Regions from separate parts of the Callithrix jacchus genome. Here region 2 is linked to region 1. Evidence: chromatin contacts called from public Hi-C data. All regions are on one chromosome and are shown on one strand. The core of a region is the stretch at or near the end of the contact, and the rest is flanking DNA. Distances in the headings are between cores, read along the strand shown.

Region 1 (4,307 bases), core at 1,129-3,628:
ACACTGGTCTGGCTGGCCTTACGAGAGATGGGGCCCCGCCAGGGCCGGCGAGAGCTCGGCAAGTCGTCCACCTCGTCCTCGTCGTCTTCTGCCTCTGACTTGCCAGCCTCTGGCTCCTCAGCCTGAAAGGAGAGCAGGGAGAACAGGCATGGGCAGAAGATCTGGGCTCCGTGACTTCTCTTCCCTCTCCTGGAGCCACTGCCGGGTAAGGGAGGAGAGAGGCTTCCTGCCAGGGCACCCAGCTGCTGTGGACAGCGGGCGGCTCACTTAGCATCACTGGACCTCAGTGTCCTCATCCTTAATATGTGGCAGTTGGCCCCAGCGAACTGAGGCCCTTTGTCTGGCTAATACTCCAAGACCTACCTGTGAGCAACATCTAATTGTCCAGGGAAGAGCAAGAGCAGCCCTGGCATAGAAGAATTTCACTACACCCATCCTTCTGGAACTCTTGTTTAAACAGAGTTTCTGATTCTCCCTGGGCAGGAGTAAATCAGTCTGTTAACATTCTCCAAGCCATAATGCAATGGAGGGGATCCAGGCTCAGTTGACACTCATGTTCAAGGTTCAAGGCAGTGGTTCACTTATGTAATTTCTTAACCTCTCTGGGCTGGCTACAATCACCTGGGGAGCGTGGGGAAGACAGAGCTTGGACAAGCTTGCTCCATGACAGTCATCATCGTTCCTCCCTGCCATGAACCTCTACAGTGGGCGTCTGGGACAGCCCTTGCCAGGGCCCAGCGCCCACCCCACTCACTCTCAAGCCCCCTGCATATTCTGAGATGGGGAAGGGAGAAAAGAGGGAGGGGCCATCTGTGGACTCATGTGTGTCACCCTCACCTCTGCTTCGTGAGCCTCCAACACGTCTGCTTTCGGCTGATCGTTGAACCTAAGAGTAAAACAGGGTTTGTCAATGAGACCTTGAGGGAGGCCACTCTGCTCTCATATGGCAGGACTCCTGGGTGAGGCCTGAGACTAAGGTCTTTAATCTGACTCACACCTGGCTAAGGGAAAGGCCATGTGGATACCGCACAGACAGGCAGGAGGAGGCTGAGAGCCAGGCCTGCCCCTGTGCGGCCTCAGCCTTCCTCAGGCTAACTTGAAGGTGGTGGGGGCTGAGAGGTGGGCAGTGATCCCCAAAGCCCCTTTCCAGATGTGATACTGCTGCACGGGGGCTCCGAGCACACCCACAGGATTTGGAATCTGACGGCCTTGACTTGAAGAACTGGCTCTATCGCTTCCTAGCTGTGTGACCTTATGTAATTTCTTAACCTCTCTGGGCTGGCTGCATGTTATGATGACATCTACTTTGATACCTACCACCAGGCTGGATGAGATGTGGGAATGTGAGTCAGGTGCTCAGCATGGCCTGGCAGAGAAAGGGCTCCGTACAGGAGCTATTCTTAGGCGTCTCTAACTCCAAGTGTCCTCTGTCTACCCCTCCTGGGTCCCAAGACTGCTCCAGTTTCATATTCGGCCCCACCCAATGTTGACATACTGATAGGAGGCAAATAAAACCCTCTGAGGAGTTCACTGGCCCAGAGGGCGAATGAGCCTCAGGAGTTCTGCTGGCCGGAGATGGAAGGGTGGAGTAGGAGGTGGCAGGGACGTGGACACAGCCTAGGGATGCCTACCGGGTACTGTCGGCGGCTTCGGGGAGCGGGGCTGCCTGTGCAAAGGCCGAAATGTCTGGAGGAAACACAAAGCAAACGCAAAGCATGAGATCGCTTCCCTCCCCAAAGAGATGCCGCGCTCAAACCCAGCGACCCAGAGAGGTTGACTCTCCCTCAGCGGGCTGCCTCATGTTCCCCGGCACTTCCGCAAGGACCAGCCTGTGCCGTTCCATGGACCTTGCCAGCACGCAGCATCCACAGCTCCTGCTTCTGCATACACAGCTCTGTCTCAGGAAGGGGCTTGGGGCAGACGGGGAGGGTGAGACTTCTTGTTACCACCACTCCCCGGTGGCCAAACTGCCCCACACAAGCAAGTGGTAAAAGCAAACTGGGCTCTCATTTACTGGACAGGCAGCCAAAGCTGCTCCTGTTTGGAGGCCAGGGCTGCTTGTGACAACCCTTGAAAGTAATGAGACTCCCTCACTTTGGCCAGTGAGGCTGTGGCAGGACGCATAGGTGGCTCATTAGCGACACCTGGTGCCTGGTGCAGCTGCTGGGGATTTCCAGCACAGAGGCCCCAAGCCCTCGGCTTCCGGGTATGGGTCACTGTGGAGCAGCTCTCCGGGGAAGAGGAGGAAACTCCACATATCAGGGGCCCAAAAGTGGGCAGCTAGGGCTGACCCCTGAGCCTGGGGTATTCCCAGTTTAACACTGAAAGTCCCATGTCCAGGGACATCAGAACCGAGTTACTCCAGCATAGAACCAAGTGCTACAGGGAGATTGGTGGTTCCAGGGCCGTCATGGACCGCTCACTCCCCGCTCCTTCTGCAAAAACAGAGACAGGAAGTGGCAGTGGCTGGAGCTATCAAAGGCTTCTCTCCTGCCCGTGTGGACAAAGACCTCCCTCGACCTTCTGCTAGAGTTTTTTTTCTACCTTTGAAGGTTATGTGAACCACATGCTGTGACATCTCTGGGACCTCACGGACTTGGGAGAATCTAAGGCAGTGGGCCTTCTTATCAGGGAAATGCACACATACGCCCAACATCCCGTGCACAATTTCTGGGGGATCAGAACCTTAAAAACCTCTACTTATAAGGCCTCCCCCGGACACAGTCTATCTGCAGACTATCAGCAGGGGCCTGGCCCTTCTACCTATCCAACATGGCTCAAATGTTCCACAGAAGGCAAACACATGCCAAAGGCATGAGGGAAGCAGGAATGGGGAGGGGGGTTTGGGGAGGAACTGCACCCCAAGAAGGAAGGCAAAATGCCTCTGAAGCCCCATGCTTTTCCTTAAAAGTTAAGAGTGTATCATACATTCTGCTCCAAAATGTGTCCATGTTTGCTTTAATAGAAATATTTCCTTGCCCTCCCTGTGACATATCTTCAGGTGAAAATGGGAAAACTGCTCTTTTGGGAGAAGGAACATGTCTTCCCAATGTTTTGGGGTAACCCCTGTGTGCGTCCCAGAGCTAGTAACCACGGGGCCACAACAAAAAACGGGTGAAACTGCAGAGGCTGGCTGCCCAGCTGCTCAGAGGAGGTCTCCGGGGGTGGGTTCTCAGGCCCCTGACCGCGGCCCTGCACACACCGAACAATGCCGTAAGGACGGTCTCTAAGGACTCACAGACACTGCAAGTCAGCCCCCTAATGGAGCTGGCTTAGGGAACAGAAAAGCCTGGAATAACCAAAATACTGTGACTCAAGACAGTCCTGTTCAAGCCAAGAAAAAAACAGCTGTGATCTTTGTCTTAAACACCATTATTCTCATCACCATCAGTTACAGAAAAAAAAAAAAGCACTGATCTCAAACACTTTAGGGGCAGGAATGAAAAGGTTGGTACACAGTAGATGTACAAAACAATTTTTGCAGAAAGAACTCAATGGATTGACTATATTGTAAGATTTTTCCTTTAAACTTTCTGCAATAAGGAGGCATTTCCAGCAACAGCCAGCAGATGACACTGTGTGTTAAGGCACAGAAAGGTGACGCCCACTAAGTTAAGTGAAGCCTGCAGAACTCCCCAAATGGGTTTCCACTTCTGTAAGACAAGGCAGTAGTTTCCATCATTGTGCAAGGGAGGATATGGTGACAGATGCTCATCGGGCAATAGCAAAAAGTCCTCCCCCCATTCCACAAACCCAGGTTCTAGTCCTGCTTGTGCCATCTCCTGGCAGTGTGACTTTGAAAGAAGTTACCTGCAGTGTCTGTGCCAAGAGACTGGATAGGATGGATTCCAGGGTCCCTCCCAGCAAGAACTTCTCATGTCAGAGGCCCACCTCCCCACTTTCCCTGCCCCCTTCCCATCCTCCATGGGCAGCCAGCTCTCAGAACAGGTGGAGGGAGACTCAAGCACCTCCAAAGGTACTCAGATGGGCTGGACAGAAGGGGTCACAGCAAGGGGCAGTTAATGGAACCATGCAAGGACTCACCTGGAAAGATAAACTGCTGTCTATGATGAATGAAGTAGGCAGCTTTAAACAAAAGAGGAGGTGAGTCACACACACAGAACGGTCAACGCAGGAGGGAGGAGCAGAATTGCAGACACTGGCTTGGGAGACAGGGACTTGTTATTGGGCTGGGACAGCCCTGCCCAAGATGGGCCCGGCAAGGACAGGCCAAACCATGCAGGAAAGAGGAAAAGAGCTGGGAGAAAGAAAATAGGCCCTGGTAGGAGTCCACAGGACTAAAGGGG
Region 2 (4,307 bases), core at 1,092-3,591, 260 kb after region 1:
CAAGGAGGTATTCCACCTCCTGTGGGAATGTAATTAAGGGAGAAACACACTGAATGAAATATATTTCGATATCATGTTGCCACCATCTTGCGGAACATTCTTTGTTTCTAATAAAAGTAATGGCTTTGTTTTTTAAGCCTTACAATGAGATATTACCTCACACCTATTAGAATGGCTACTGTAAAACAAAAACAGAATAACAAGCATGGACAAGAATGTGAAGAAATTGAAACCCTTGTGCAGTTGGAGGGAAGGTAAAATGGTCCAGCCACTGTGGAAAACAGTGTCTTCATCTGTTTCCTATTGCTATAACTGAATACCTGAGACTGGGTACATTATGAAGAAAAGAATTTATTTCTTACAGTTCTGGAAGCTGGGAAGTCCTAAGTCAAGGGGCTGTATCTGCTCTGCCTCTGGGGAGGGCCTCATGTTATGTAATAACATGGCAGAAGGCATCATGGGGGAAAGGGGTGCACTGAGAGCCAAACTACCTTTAATAACAAACCAGGTCGGGCACAGTGGCTCATGCCTGTAATCCCAGCACTTTGTGAGGGGGCCAAGGCTTGACAATCACTTGAGGCCAGAAGTTCAAGACCAACCTGGCCAATGTGAGAAAACCCTGTCTCTACTAAAAATACAAAAATTAGCCAGAGATGTTGGCAGGCGCCTGTAATCTCAGCTACTTGGGAGGCTGAGGAAGGAGGATTGGCTGAACACAGGAGGCAGAGACTGCAGTAAGCCAAGATTGTGCCACTGCATTCCAGCCTGGTGACAGAGTGAGACTCTGTCTCAAAAAATAAAATATAAAATAAAGTAAAATGGTACAAAGAATACTAAACAGACCTCTGTACTTGCCCACACAGGTTTAACAAATGTCAACCTTTTGCCACATTTGCTTGCTATTTCTCTTTTTCTGAAAAACCCCAAACTTTGATAAATCTAAAGTCCTCCCATTTTCCCTTTTTTTTTTTTTTCTTTTTTTTTGAGACGGAGTTTCGCTCTTGTTACCCAGGCTGGAGTGCAATGGCGTGATCTCGGCTCACTGCAACCTCCGCCTCCTGGGTTGAGGCAATTCTCCTGCCTCAGCCTCCTGAGTAGCTGGGATTACAGGCACGCATCACCATGCCCAGCTAATTTTTTGTATTTTTAGTAGAGATGGGGTTTCACCATGTTGACCAGGATGGTCTCGATCTCTTGACCTCGTGATCCACCCGCCTCGGCCTCCCAAAGTGCTGGGATTACAGGTTTGAGCCACCGCGCCTGGGGTGGCCCATTTTCCCTTGCATAGGTAACCACTGTCTTAAGTTAGTGTAGAGCCTTCTTGACCATATATATACACATACATACATACACATTTACTACATAGCCATATAGCTTTATATACAATACCATATTGATAATATGTATATTTCATACATATATAAAATATGGGGGCCCAGAAAGTGATCCTCCTGCCTCAGCCTCCCAAGTAGCTGAGATTACATGCATGAGCCAGCACTACTGGCTAATTTTTGTTTTTTTAGAAGAGACATGGTTTCACCATGTTGGCCAGGCTGGTCTCAAACTCCTGGGCTCAAGAGATCCATGTGCCTCAGCTTCCAAAAATGCTGGGATTATATACATACATATAACATATATATTAACAATATATGTATATATGTACTATCATACTGTGTAAATCTCTTTCAGATTCGCTTTTTCACTCATCATTTTTTAGATTTACCCATGTTGGTACATTGTAGATCTGGTTCATTAATTTTAAATGCTCTATAGTTTCCCGTTGAATAAACCTGTTTATTTGTTCCCTTACTAATAGACTGCTCGTCATTTCCATTTTTGTTATTACACAGCACTGCAGTGAAAATTCTTGTACCCATGTGTGGGCGTGTTTTTCTTTTGAGACAGGATATTGCTCTGTCACCCAGGCTGGAGTGCAGTGGCATAATCACAGCTCTCTGAAGCCTCAACTTCCCAGGTTCAAGCAATCCTCCCACCTAAGCCTCCCAAGTAGCTGAGACTACACGCCGGTGCCACCACACCCAGCTGAATTTTTTTTTTTTTTTTTTTGTAGAGACAGGGGTTTTGCCATGTTGCCCAGGCTGGTCTCAAACGATCCTCCCTCCTCAGCTTCCCAGAGTGCTGGGGTTACAGGTATGAGCCACAGTTACCGCCTGTTTTGCTATGCATATGGTTGCTAGGTCACAGTGCATGCACATCTTTGGCTTTTACCAGCTATTGCCAAATTCTCCAAAGTTGATCTGAAACCAGTGGCGTGACAGCACCGCCCCCAGCATGCGCACTCCCGGCTAGGCTGTGACAGGGCCCGGGCTCGGCCCCAAACCCAATCCGAGATCCGAGCGAGGGCAGAGAGCGGGCAGAGGCCAGGCAGTGGGAGCAGGCACTTGCAAGGACAAGGGGGGCACCTTCCTGGGCTCCGAAAAGTACAGAGGCCTAGGTCCACAGCCAGGATTTGGGCGGCTGCTGCCGCTCCTGAGAGAGCGAGGTTGCTGCCCGCTCTCGGCTCCCGCCGGCTCCGTGGAGCGTGAAGCCGGGGCCGCACCCCTCGCAGTCTGGGGCGGGGGCTCCAGGTCCTCGGCGGGCCCAGGCCTCCTCCCGAGGCTCAGGAACCCCGCACCCTCGACCCGGCGGGCGCTGCTCCCCAGCTCCGCCTCCTCCCCGCGGCCTCCCAGCAGCAGCAGCTGGCGAGAGCGGCAACGCGAGGCCAAGGGTCCTGTATCCCGAAGGCTCGGGCCTGGGGGCAGGTCCCGCCGGGCCGCGCAAGGGTGAGGGAGGCGCAGTCGGCTGCCTCGGGGACAAGGGCACAGGGGACCCACCGCTGCCACTTACCGCTCCTGCCACCGCCGCCCGCACACCCGCGCTGCCGAAGACCAGCCGCTCCCATCAATATATTAAATTAATGTTATAATTAAGATTAGAGGTAGCTTCAAATTGCTTCATATCAGATTTTGTCACGAAGTGAGTTTAAACCAGGCCGGGCGCGGTGGCTCCCGCCTGTCATCCCAGCACTTTCGGAGGCCAAGGCTGGATTTGAGACCAGCCTGGACAGCATGGAAAAAAATCCCTTCGCCACTAACAATGGAAAAATTAGCTGGGTGTGCTGGAGGACACCAGGAAGCTGAAGCAGGAGAATTGAACCCGAGAGGCAGAGAATGCAGCGAGCCGAGATCTTGGCACTGCACTCCAGCCTGGGTGACAGAGTAAGACTCTGTCTCAAAACTAAGTAAACAAATAAATAAATAAATAAAAATAAAGGGAGTTTAAACCAAATTTAGGGAAGCAAACTTAGTTTTCAGAGTTTTTTTCTATTTTGGAATTGCAAATAAAGGATTTAGGCTTCTACCTATTTATGTTCTCACCAGCCACTTAGGACTTCTCATTTCCCTGTATCTTCACCAGCACGGTGTTATTAGGCTTTTTAATATTTGCCAATCTGATAAGTGTAAAATGAAGTCTTTATTTTGATTTGAATTCTCATAATTACTAGTGAGGTTGAGCGTTTTTCATTTGTTTATGACGATTTGTGTTTCCTCTTCTGTGAATTTCCTGTTTCTCTTGAATTGTTCTTTTATTGATACATTCGGGATACAAACAAGTTGTAATGAATTGCCAATATCTTGCCTTTCCATGTTTATGGTACCTTTTATCATAAGGAAGTTTAAATTTTCTAGTATGACAGGTTGGATTATCAAATAAAAATATAACGTAAAATGTCAAGGTGGTCAAATTCATCAACATTTTCCTTTCTAAAATATGTCTTTCTTAAGAAACCCTCCTTCCTTCAAGTTCATGGTTGTATTTGCTTGCAGATTTTTTTTTAAGTTTTAAAGTTTGGCTTTTTATATTTAGTTTTTAAAAATATATCTGGGGTCTATCTTTGTGTACCATGTGAGGAAGGAATGTAGTTTTATATTTTGTATCTGTTAGCCAGTTGTTCTGGTATCATGTACCAATCGGTGTCTTCTTTTCCCGCTCATGTGCAGTAAAACCACCTCTGTCGCAGTCCAAGTTCCCATCAATATGTGGCCCACCTCTGGGTCCTCTGCTCAGCCCATGGTCTCTTTGTCTGTCTCTGTTAATAATAATTCTTTATTATGGTAGGATAAGCCCCTCCCACTTTATTTCTCACTTTCCTCTTCAATAGTGTCCTAACTAGTCTTGGCCCTTTAGTTCTTTATTACATAAATTTTTAAAAACTTGCCCATTTCCAGAGAAAAACTGGTTGGACTTTTTTTTTTTTTTTTAGTGGAATCTCCCTCTGTCATCCAGGCTGGAGTGCAGTGGCCTGA

The links. Hi-C and Micro-C count contacts between places; a contact is called where the count stands out from the background.
Region 2: a Hi-C map of skeletal muscle shows a contact between it and region 1, with 6 times the contacts expected there. The contact joins two enhancer-like sites. A contact is called at or near these places in 3 of 3 Hi-C or Micro-C datasets (induced pluripotent stem cells and skeletal muscle).

What each region holds. Positions count from the first base shown.
Region 1 is chr5:105,826,478-105,830,784 of calJac240_pri, forward strand. KSR1 (kinase suppressor of ras 1) reads right to left here. Exons shown (of 20, transcript XM_035300987.3): 11 at 4,045-4,086; 12 at 1,632-1,686; 13 at 838-886; 14 at 1-122. Among named protein-coding and RNA genes, the nearest start is that of LGALS9, 29 kb to the left of the region's middle. Within about 2 kb of position 2,379, at least 6 of the 16 cell types and tissues checked have an H3K27ac peak or open chromatin away from gene starts, as enhancers often do. A contact at or near this core is called in skeletal muscle, where this site is marked.
Region 2 is chr5:106,085,285-106,089,591 of calJac240_pri, forward strand. The region is part of intron 5 of LOC144582655 (a long non-coding RNA gene); the gene reads right to left. Among named protein-coding and RNA genes, the nearest start is that of WSB1, 51 kb to the right of the region's middle. Within about 2 kb of position 2,342, at least 8 of the 16 cell types and tissues checked have an H3K27ac peak or open chromatin away from gene starts, as enhancers often do. A contact at or near this core is called in skeletal muscle, where this site is marked.